3 separate regions of the Mus musculus genome follow, and all the other regions are linked to region 1. Evidence: chromatin contacts called from public ChIA-PET and Hi-C data. All regions are on one chromosome and are shown on one strand. Each heading gives the region's core, a stretch centred on a gene start, on an enhancer-like site or on the middle of the called end of the contact. The rest is flanking DNA. Distances are from core to core; before and after follow the strand shown. Region 1 holds the start of Hs3st3b1 (heparan sulfate (glucosamine) 3-O-sulfotransferase 3B1). Region 2 has its middle 140 kb from the start of Hs3st3b1. Region 3 has its middle 37 kb from the start of 2810001G20Rik.

Region 1 (2,700 bases), core at 156-2,655:
TCTAGCAGTTGGTGCTCGTTAAAGGCTGTGACCCAGAGGCGCACAACACTCCTCCCCGCGTCCCTGGCTGCAAGAGAGACAAAATCCTAACCACTCCGAGTTATTCGCGTGGGATGCGGCCACAGCCAAAAGGTAACCGGTTCCTCCGGCGCTTTCCCAGTAGCTGCCGGGTGGGTGTCTTTGTGGAGAGATCACCTAAATGGTTCTAGGGCGCAGCATACCAGCCAACGGTGCCAAGCTAAAAGTTTCTGTAGGTGGCTGTCTCAGCCTACTCCGGAGCATCTGATTTCTCCCCAACTGTCCACCAGCAATGTGCGGTCGCACTTTGGTCCCCGCCCGCCCTAAATTGACGGAAGTTGTACCCCTGCTTCCCTCCCCACCTGACGCGCAACGGCCGGTGGGGGCTCACGGTCGGGATCACGGCCGGCGCAGCGGCCCCTGGAGAGGAAACTCACCGGTACCAGGCAAGACCCTTGTGGTAGCTGCGGTCGAAAAAGTGGGGCTCGGCGCCCACGGCGCGCACGTCGGGGTGCACGCGCAGGAACTCCAGCAATGCCCGCGTGCCGCCCTTCTTCACCCCGATGATGATGGCCTGCGGCAGCTGCTTGCTCCCAGCGCCGCTGAAGAAGCTGGAGATGGGACTGGGGGAGTCCGGCGCCTCTGGACTCTGCTCCTCCTGGCTCCCAGCGCCTACTGTCTTATCCTTGCCTGCAGCCAGCGAATTGGCCGGAGGTGCCCGGAAGGGCATCTTAGGGGATGTCTCATTCGGAGCTGTGACCAGGGCTGGCTGAGCGTGAGTAGCGCGGGACCCCGAGCCCAGGAGCAGCAGGCCGGGAGCGGCGGTACAGGAGCCGGCGCACGAGTACAAAAACATGTACAGCCAGATGCAAAGCATGGCGAAGAGCAGCGCGAGCTTCCTCCTCACCGGCGGCGGGGGCGGCGGCGGCTGCGGCAGGAACCGGCCCGGGACATCGAGACAGGACCGGCCGCCGCTCAGGCGCTGCCCCATACGCGGCCCGCGGGCGCGGCCAGGGGCATGGCTCAGCACATGGCAGGAGTCCCGCCGGAACAGAGAGCACCGCGACGGTCCCCTGCCACTTTGAGCCCGGAGTGATTCGGTTTATTGCCCTCCTGCGCGCGCGGCTGCCGAGGCTGCGGCTCTTCCCCGGGTGGCGGCGGCGGTTGCAGCGGCGACGGCTCTTGACATGATGCCCACGAGAAGCCGGGGTTGGAAAGCTAAGTCCAGGCGACGGGAACTGTGAGCAGACGCGCTGTCAGTTACGCTGTGCCCCGCACTCAGTAACTCTGGACGGGGCGCACGACAGCTCGCCGGGGCTGCCTCCTCGCAGCCAGGAGATTGAGAGCAGCCCCGGCGCTTGCCCGCTGAGGCTGCGGCGGAGAACTGCGCAGGAAGAGAGCCCAGCACTGAGGTGGAGTGGGCGGTCCCGGCCTTCCGAGTGACGGGCTGCGCTACCTACCAGGAGGCGCGAGCAGCATGCAAATGCCGGAGCTTCACCCAAGTCGAAACAGCCAATCGTCTCTCGGAACGTGGGGGTGTGGAAAGGGTTCGCGAAGGGGGGTAGAGCAGTATGGGGTTGCTATTGGCTTCAGAATTCAAGGGGCGGGTTCAGGGAGGCGAGGCCATCGGCTGGTGACAGGAGCAGATGGTGAGGATGCTGGAGTGACCCAACGCTGAAAGAGGTCCCACCCGGTTGAGTGGCGCTCTCTTATACACGCGCGCTTTTCCACACTCGCTTCTGAGGCCAGTCTTGGCTATAGTTGCCTATGTGACAAAGATGCCAGTCCTCATCCAAGGGTCCCGCCATCCGGCTCCTGAGTGTAAAAGCTGCAGAAAAGAGACAGGGATGGAAGAGGGAAAGCCGACCAGACGTGTTTCCAGCCCCACCCGCAAACCCAGTTTCATAATCGGGGCTCAGGGAAGGGCCTCCAACAGACCCTGATTTAGGAAGTTTAAGTAGGGAAAACCTCGGCGGAAGTCACTAACTTTCCCGCTCTCTCAATATTGTCCAGAATGGTCTCCCTGTGCCTGGCGCTTAATAGGGACAGACGTAAACACTATCTCACTCTTTCCAAACTCTCCTGAAAAGGCCTGGGGGGTGAACAGAGAGAAGGAAGGTTGTTTAGTTTAAAGACACTAGTTGAAACTTAAAGTCACATGTCGGAGTTTTATATGGGTATCTGTTCCTTGGCATCATTAATTTGATAGATGTTCTAACTTCTTTCTCTTGAACAAACAATTAAGCCGGCATCCGCCCCTGCTTAGAAGATTGGTTGGGTTTCTGACCTATGACTCTGTACTGAATCCTAGGCGTTTTCCCCCAATAACTTTTTTTTAAGTCGAATGTTGATATGGGGTAAATTCAGGAGTAGTGACTAGCACTTATTTAATGGTGAAAATCCACTCCGAGGCTTCCTTGTTTCGCACCTTTGTCCAGGGGGGCGGCCCGGAAAGGGGTCTTCTCAGAAACTGTCAGCTCTGGTGAGGGAAGCTCGGGCGCTGATGCCTGGCCAAATTTCTGCGCTGGCGATCGGAGTTAGGAAAGTCGGGATGGGGACGTTCACCCAAGTGGCGGCTTGAGAGCCTTTCGGTGCCTGGAATCCATTTTCCGCAAGACCGAAAGGCCTCCAACGCCAGGCTGCGTGCGGTTCCGGGACAGAATTTTCATTCCTTCCGACCCC
Region 2 (2,700 bases), core at 181-2,680, 140 kb before region 1:
TTTTCCAATTAAAGTCAGATGCAGGACATCTATAGAATGCTTGTATATCTATAGTCATCTCGTGTTGCAAATGTAGTTATTATTTGAACACAGATAAAGCTTTAAGTATCTAAATGGTAAATGAATGGCTTGGCTATCAAGAGGAAAACAGCAAGTTCCATGAGAGTCAGCCTCCCTAAGTGTCCCCAAGATTCTTGCCTCCCAGCAGGCAACACATCCTTGTGTGGTTCCTCTTTCTGTGCAGAAAAAGGATGATCCGTACATGTGAGCAAGAGAAGTACTGCATAAAAGATGGAGTGTGGCTTTGAAGCTTTGGCCAGCATAAGCATTGAGGTCTTTTCCTTGCTTTCCAGGGGAAACATCTATTAGGAGCTCAAGGCATAGCGTGAAGACTTCCTTCTTGAGCACCAAAGCCTCCCCCTAATACCCACATGAGTGTACCGTTTTGGAATTAGATCTTCCAGCCCACCAAGTCATAAGATAACTATGACCCTCCCTGACATCATGACTACAATCTTACAACAGACATATAATGAGAAATCTATATAAAACGCTGCACTCTTGACCCATGGTGGCTGTGTAAAATAACAAATATACATCATTGTTTCAGTTAGGGGATATAATGAAAATACTTCCTTTGCACAGAAAATAAAAATAAGATGCCCCAGAGCTCCCAGGGACTAAACCACCAACCAAAGAATACACATGGAGGGACTCATGGATCCAGCTGCATATGTAGCAGAGGATGGCCTTGTCGGGCATCAATGGGAGAAGAGGTCCTTGGTGAAGACTCAATGCCTCAGTGTAGAGAAAGGCCAGGGCGGGAAGGCAGGAGTGGGTGGGTGGGTAGGGGAGCACCCTCATAGAAGCAGGGGGAGGAAAGATGGGATACAGGGTTTCTAGAGGGGAAATTGGGAAAGGGGATAATATTTGAAATGTAAATAAATAAAATATGCAATAAGAGAAATATTAGAAATAATTAAAGAGAAATATCAAATACATATTCTATTGTTGAACAAAGGTGTCCTGATAAACTTCAAAAAAATAATAATCTAATTCTGGTACATTCAACTTGTGGATGAACACTCGAAGTTTAAAATCTATTGTCTCATTAAGCAGGAAGATCAGCAAGCATTAGAATGAAAGACTCAGTCCTAGACCCAGACTTGTCTTTAATGTGACCAGGAAGGGGGAAAGTATTGGCAAGGGCGTCTTCCTTTGTAGCTTTTTCATTTAAACTTGTATCTCGGAGCAGATAGAGTAATTTTAAGAAGAGCCAGAAATCAGATGTGTCTGCTCCTTGAGATGTCAGTAGTGCTCAGGAGGCAGTGCCAGAAGAAGTTAAATGTTTCTTGGCCCTGTTTTAAACCCCTATGGATGTCTGACATGTGACCTCAGAGTGCTGGAGCTCAAGTTCTCGTGTCAATATTTCCCGGGTAGGACTAAAACCATAAATAGTTCCACCACGAACCAGAACATTAAAGGGCAAGCATGGCAAGTACAGAAAACGCAATATAGACTTTTATTTATACGTACGAACCTGAATATATCTTAATGTGTTTCTCTTAAGTGTCACACCTGTTCATCTGAGGCTTGAAAAATTAATTTAGTCATATACTCTGATAATCAAAGCCAAGCAGCTGTCCTAACCGCCACATCCAGAGCAATTCTGGACCCAGCTAAAAATAAAGCCTTGGGCCTGAGTCACCTCTAAGTCATAATAATTAAATACCAAGGAGCAGAAGCTTGGGAAGGGCGAGGTCTGGTCCCATTCCACATGTGCATTCTTCACTGAGTATCAAAGGCACGACGTTGGTGCGTGAGAAGCACAGAGGCCGGGTGCCAATCTGTGCATTTGCTCCGACCTCCAGAGAGCTAACCTGAAGCACCTGAAATGCTCAGAGCACTGAGCCGATTTTCCAGAGCAGCCTAATGTCTTAATGACCGTAAACTGACTCTAATCTCTCCGAGCATATGTGCAATCACAGTGTCCTGTCAGCCCAGTACTGTCCCATCAGACAGCCTTTTTATTGCCTTTCACCACTAGGGTAAAAGCTATGAGGCATTTCTCCCAGAACAGCTTCGCCCTCCAGCAACCTCACATTGCTGGCTTAGCATTCACTTCAAAGGTTCATAATGCAACTTAGTCTTTTCCTTGATTGGCTCATTTTAGTGCAAAGATGAGTGGAGGTTTTTTTGTTTTGTTTTGTTTTTGTTTTTGTTTTTTGTTTTGTTTTGTTTTGTTTTTCATGGCATCCTTTGACAGAGTTATTGACCCATTTTGAAACAATTTCACAATTTAATGTGAATATTTTTCCTGTGTTTAGATAGATAACAGAAGACATTCATCATGACTAAATGCAAGGACAGAGTTCATGAATAAACATAATTATTCCATAAATACAGATCATAAGTAAGGGGATGTGGTGGTTTGAATAAGGTGGCCCCCATAGGCTTATATATTTGAATAGCCATCAAGGAGTGGAATTCTTTGATAGAACTAGAAGGATTAGGAGGTGTGGCTTTGTTGGAGGAAGAGTATCATTGGGGGTGGGTTTGGGGGTTTTCAAAGCAGGTGCAGTCTTTCTCTGTCTCCCTCTCTCCTCCTCCCCCTCCCCCTTCCCCTCCTCCCTCCCCTCCCTCTCCCTCTCCCCCTCCCCTTCTCCCTCTGCTCTCTGCCTGGGGATCAGAATGCAGCTT
Region 3 (2,700 bases), core at 153-2,652, 190 kb after region 1:
ATAGTGTTGTGAAACCGATCCGTTTCTGTAGGATCCCCTGGCTTCTGGCTTCTTACCACACATTAGAGATTCACATAACAAACAGTTACTACAATTGTACTGGGTTTCAAGTGCTGGGTGTGGCTCTTGGCTGCTTCCTCCGCCGTCTCTTGTGGAGTTAGTGGGCATGATGGGCTAAGAACAGAAGCATCATCGTTAAATGCAACCATACGTTTTAGATAGAAAGAGGGAAGGAAAGTGAGATAGACCTAAATGAACACCACTGACAAGAGAGATCAGGGACTGCCACACAGATCTAATGCCACTGATCAGAAGTTTTGGGTCAGACGTGTTTCAGGGTTCAGACTAGTTTTCAGCTTTGAAAATTTCACACACACACACACACACACACACACACACACACACACACACACACACAGAGAGAGAGAGAGAGAGAGAGAGAGAGAGAGAGAGAGAGAGAGAGAGAGAGAGAGAAATCTAAGGGATGGGTCCCAGTCCCAAGTCCAACACAAAATTCGAAATTCATTTATGTTTTGCATACTCATTATACACCTAGCCTATTTGTATCTTTTTATGGTATTTAAATAATATTTGCATGAGACTTAGTTTTATGGTGTGGAATGTCCCGCTTGTAATGTCCACCAGCATTCAGCCAGTGTAAAAACATGGAGAGCTTGGCTTCTGAATTTCTTGGTCTGTGATGGGATTGAAAACAGCAAAGGCTTGTCCTGATGTGCTTGCTGCCTCTTCCTTTCCTTCCTCATTTGGTCTAAGGACTTGTCTGTTTTCTTGCTGTGTTAAATTGCCTGCTCTGTCCCCAGTCTCCAAATGACTTGCTCTGTCCCTGGTCTTGGAAACTTTCTGCAATGCAGATCTTCAACTCAAACCACAAATTCCTCTTTTGAGTACTCAAAGTTATAACAGGATTGCTTTTATGACCCTTTCTGTGTTTCACTAAACCCTACATTTGGGTCACAGAATGCTTTGGGATGGCCCAATAGTCTTTTAAACGATGTTTTGGCTGTACCCGTAATCAGTTTAATTATCCTACTGTTATCTGTTTTATGTAGCCATTCTCAAGCTATTTGAGCTCATGAATCTTTTCATTTCCAAACACTTTAGTAAATTTAACCAAAGTAGCTTTATCAGATCCCTTCTCCCCCAATTTGCTTGTAAAGGTGGCAGAGTACAGTGTCTGGGACATCAAGCATTTAAGGAATACCATCATGAAATTACAGGGATACCTTCTGAGAATTGTATGGTTGTATGAGAACTGTATGACTGCTGTGTGAATATTACAGAGGACATTTCTGTAAACTAAGATGGCATGACAACACTGGAAGGTCTTATGAGAGCAGCATGGTACGTGTAGTTCATCACCGATCCAATGTTAGTGCGTGCGTGTGTGATGGAACTAATTCTCTCTCAGGTTCCAAAGCTGGACTCTGCTGCTGTCTCAAAACAATCTCCACACTTTCTGTTTGCCAGAGACAAGAATAAAAATCCTTGTAGAACCAACTCAAAGATCACCATTTTTCACAGCTACAGCCATACAGTATGTGTGAGGGTCTTACGGCCACATGTGCCAAGTCCCTTGAAGACAGCGATGATGCTCCACTGACTTCTGTGCCCCTGCCAGATTCACCTTATACCTGCTGCACATTTGATACCCAAGAGACTAAAAAGATATGTGTTGATGAGATGAAAGTGACCACTGAGGTTTGCTGACGGCCTTGGTGGTTGAGGGAGAGGCTGGGTGTGGTTTCTTCAGGATTTTTTTCCTGGGCGTTCCCCTCCACTCCTCTTTTCATCCTTCCTTGTGCCCCACCCTTTGCCCAACAAACAGACAGACAGACAGACAGGCAGGCAGACACACACACACACACACACACACACACACACACACACACACATACACACTTTGCAGTTAATACTGTTTGCCCAAGTGAGAAGCAGGTTTAGTCGACAGCACATACTGAGCATGGTCAAGGAAAGAGGCAGTCAACCTGGCCTCACAGTGTCTCCCCATCTGCCTGCCTTTTATTTTATTGTCAGGAGCATTGTTCTGTTTTTCCAAGCTCAGCCCAATCTACAGGGATTTACCTGTCCAATGCTCAGCTAGATGCTCAGTGCTCTACTTTTAAGTTTCCCGAACAGACAGGCAGTTCCCAAGACCTTCTGGTCCTCCTGTGTTCATTCCAGCCACATTCTAGAGCTCTGATCTCTTAACAGAGAGCCATACTGTGTGGCATGCTGGGGCTGCTGCTGCTGCGCTCCTATGTCAGCTTCAGAGATCAGCTACAGCCCAGCAAATTAAAGTACAAACTGAGGTCATTGGCTATGGAGGGCAGTTGGACTCCAGACCCAGTAGAAAAGGTAGAGACTTTCAACTCATTTCCCAACACTGACTTGGACGATGGTTGTCCTGAAAGATTGAGTGCCCCCAGAGGGAGGATAGTGAGCATCAGGGATGTGACATCCTCCTTTGGAGAGAGAAATGACCAGGGAATGAAATAGTGAGTTAAGACTCAGTGCTCCAAATGTGTAAAGTTTTCCACCAGGCATGACTTTCAAGCTAGTACGTATCTTCTGTCTCCTGGTTCCATGATTGTACCTCATTTTAAACCAAAAAATTATGTCATTCTCTGTCAACCATCTTATTCATCAGACTTGACTTTGAATAAATTCTAGGTGTTTCCA

Evidence for each region. A called contact is a pair of places that touch in the nucleus more often than the background predicts. ChIA-PET counts read pairs in DNA pulled down with a chosen protein or histone mark.
Region 2: a Hi-C map of myocytes shows a contact between it and region 1, with 2.8 times the contacts expected there. The contact joins the enhancer-like site here to the promoter of Hs3st3b1 in region 1. A contact is called at or near these places in 3 of 39 promoter capture datasets (liver and maxillary cranial neural crest), 16 of 484 Hi-C or Micro-C datasets (the N1E-115 cell line, cranial neural crest, embryonic fibroblasts and 7 more) and 1 of 115 datasets of contacts at active chromatin or transcription factors (embryonic limb bud).
Region 3: a contact with region 1 is called in an RNA polymerase II ChIA-PET map of memory CD8 T cells, with 109 read pairs. The contact joins the enhancer-like site here to the promoter of Hs3st3b1 in region 1. A contact is called at or near these places in 2 of 39 promoter capture datasets (hematopoietic stem and progenitor cells and hippocampal neurons), 6 of 484 Hi-C or Micro-C datasets (CD4 T cells, CD8 T cells, Th1 cells and 1 more), 5 of 115 datasets of contacts at active chromatin or transcription factors (Th17 cells, embryonic forebrain, embryonic stem cells and 2 more) and 3 of 9 other capture datasets (adipose tissue, liver and macrophages).

What each region holds. Positions count from the first base shown.
Region 1 is chr11:63,920,879-63,923,578 of GRCm38.p6, forward strand. It overlaps Hs3st3b1 (heparan sulfate (glucosamine) 3-O-sulfotransferase 3B1), which reads right to left and starts at 1,406. Exons shown (of 2, transcript NM_018805.2): 1 at 456-1,406. The coding sequence starts at 1,009.
Region 2 is chr11:63,780,776-63,783,475 of GRCm38.p6, forward strand. No RefSeq gene overlaps it. Among named protein-coding and RNA genes, the nearest start is that of Hs3st3b1, 140 kb to the right of the region's middle. Within about 2 kb of position 1,431, at least 19 of the 459 cell types and tissues checked have an H3K27ac peak or open chromatin away from gene starts, as enhancers often do. A contact at or near this core is called in muscle stem cells, myocytes, pancreatic cancer cells and 1 more, where this site is marked.
Region 3 is chr11:64,115,164-64,117,863 of GRCm38.p6, forward strand. No RefSeq gene overlaps it. Among named protein-coding and RNA genes, the nearest start is that of 2810001G20Rik, 37 kb to the left of the region's middle. Within about 2 kb of position 1,403, at least 17 of the 459 cell types and tissues checked have an H3K27ac peak or open chromatin away from gene starts, as enhancers often do. A contact at or near this core is called in CD8 T cells, Th1 cells, Th17 cells and 1 more, where this site is marked.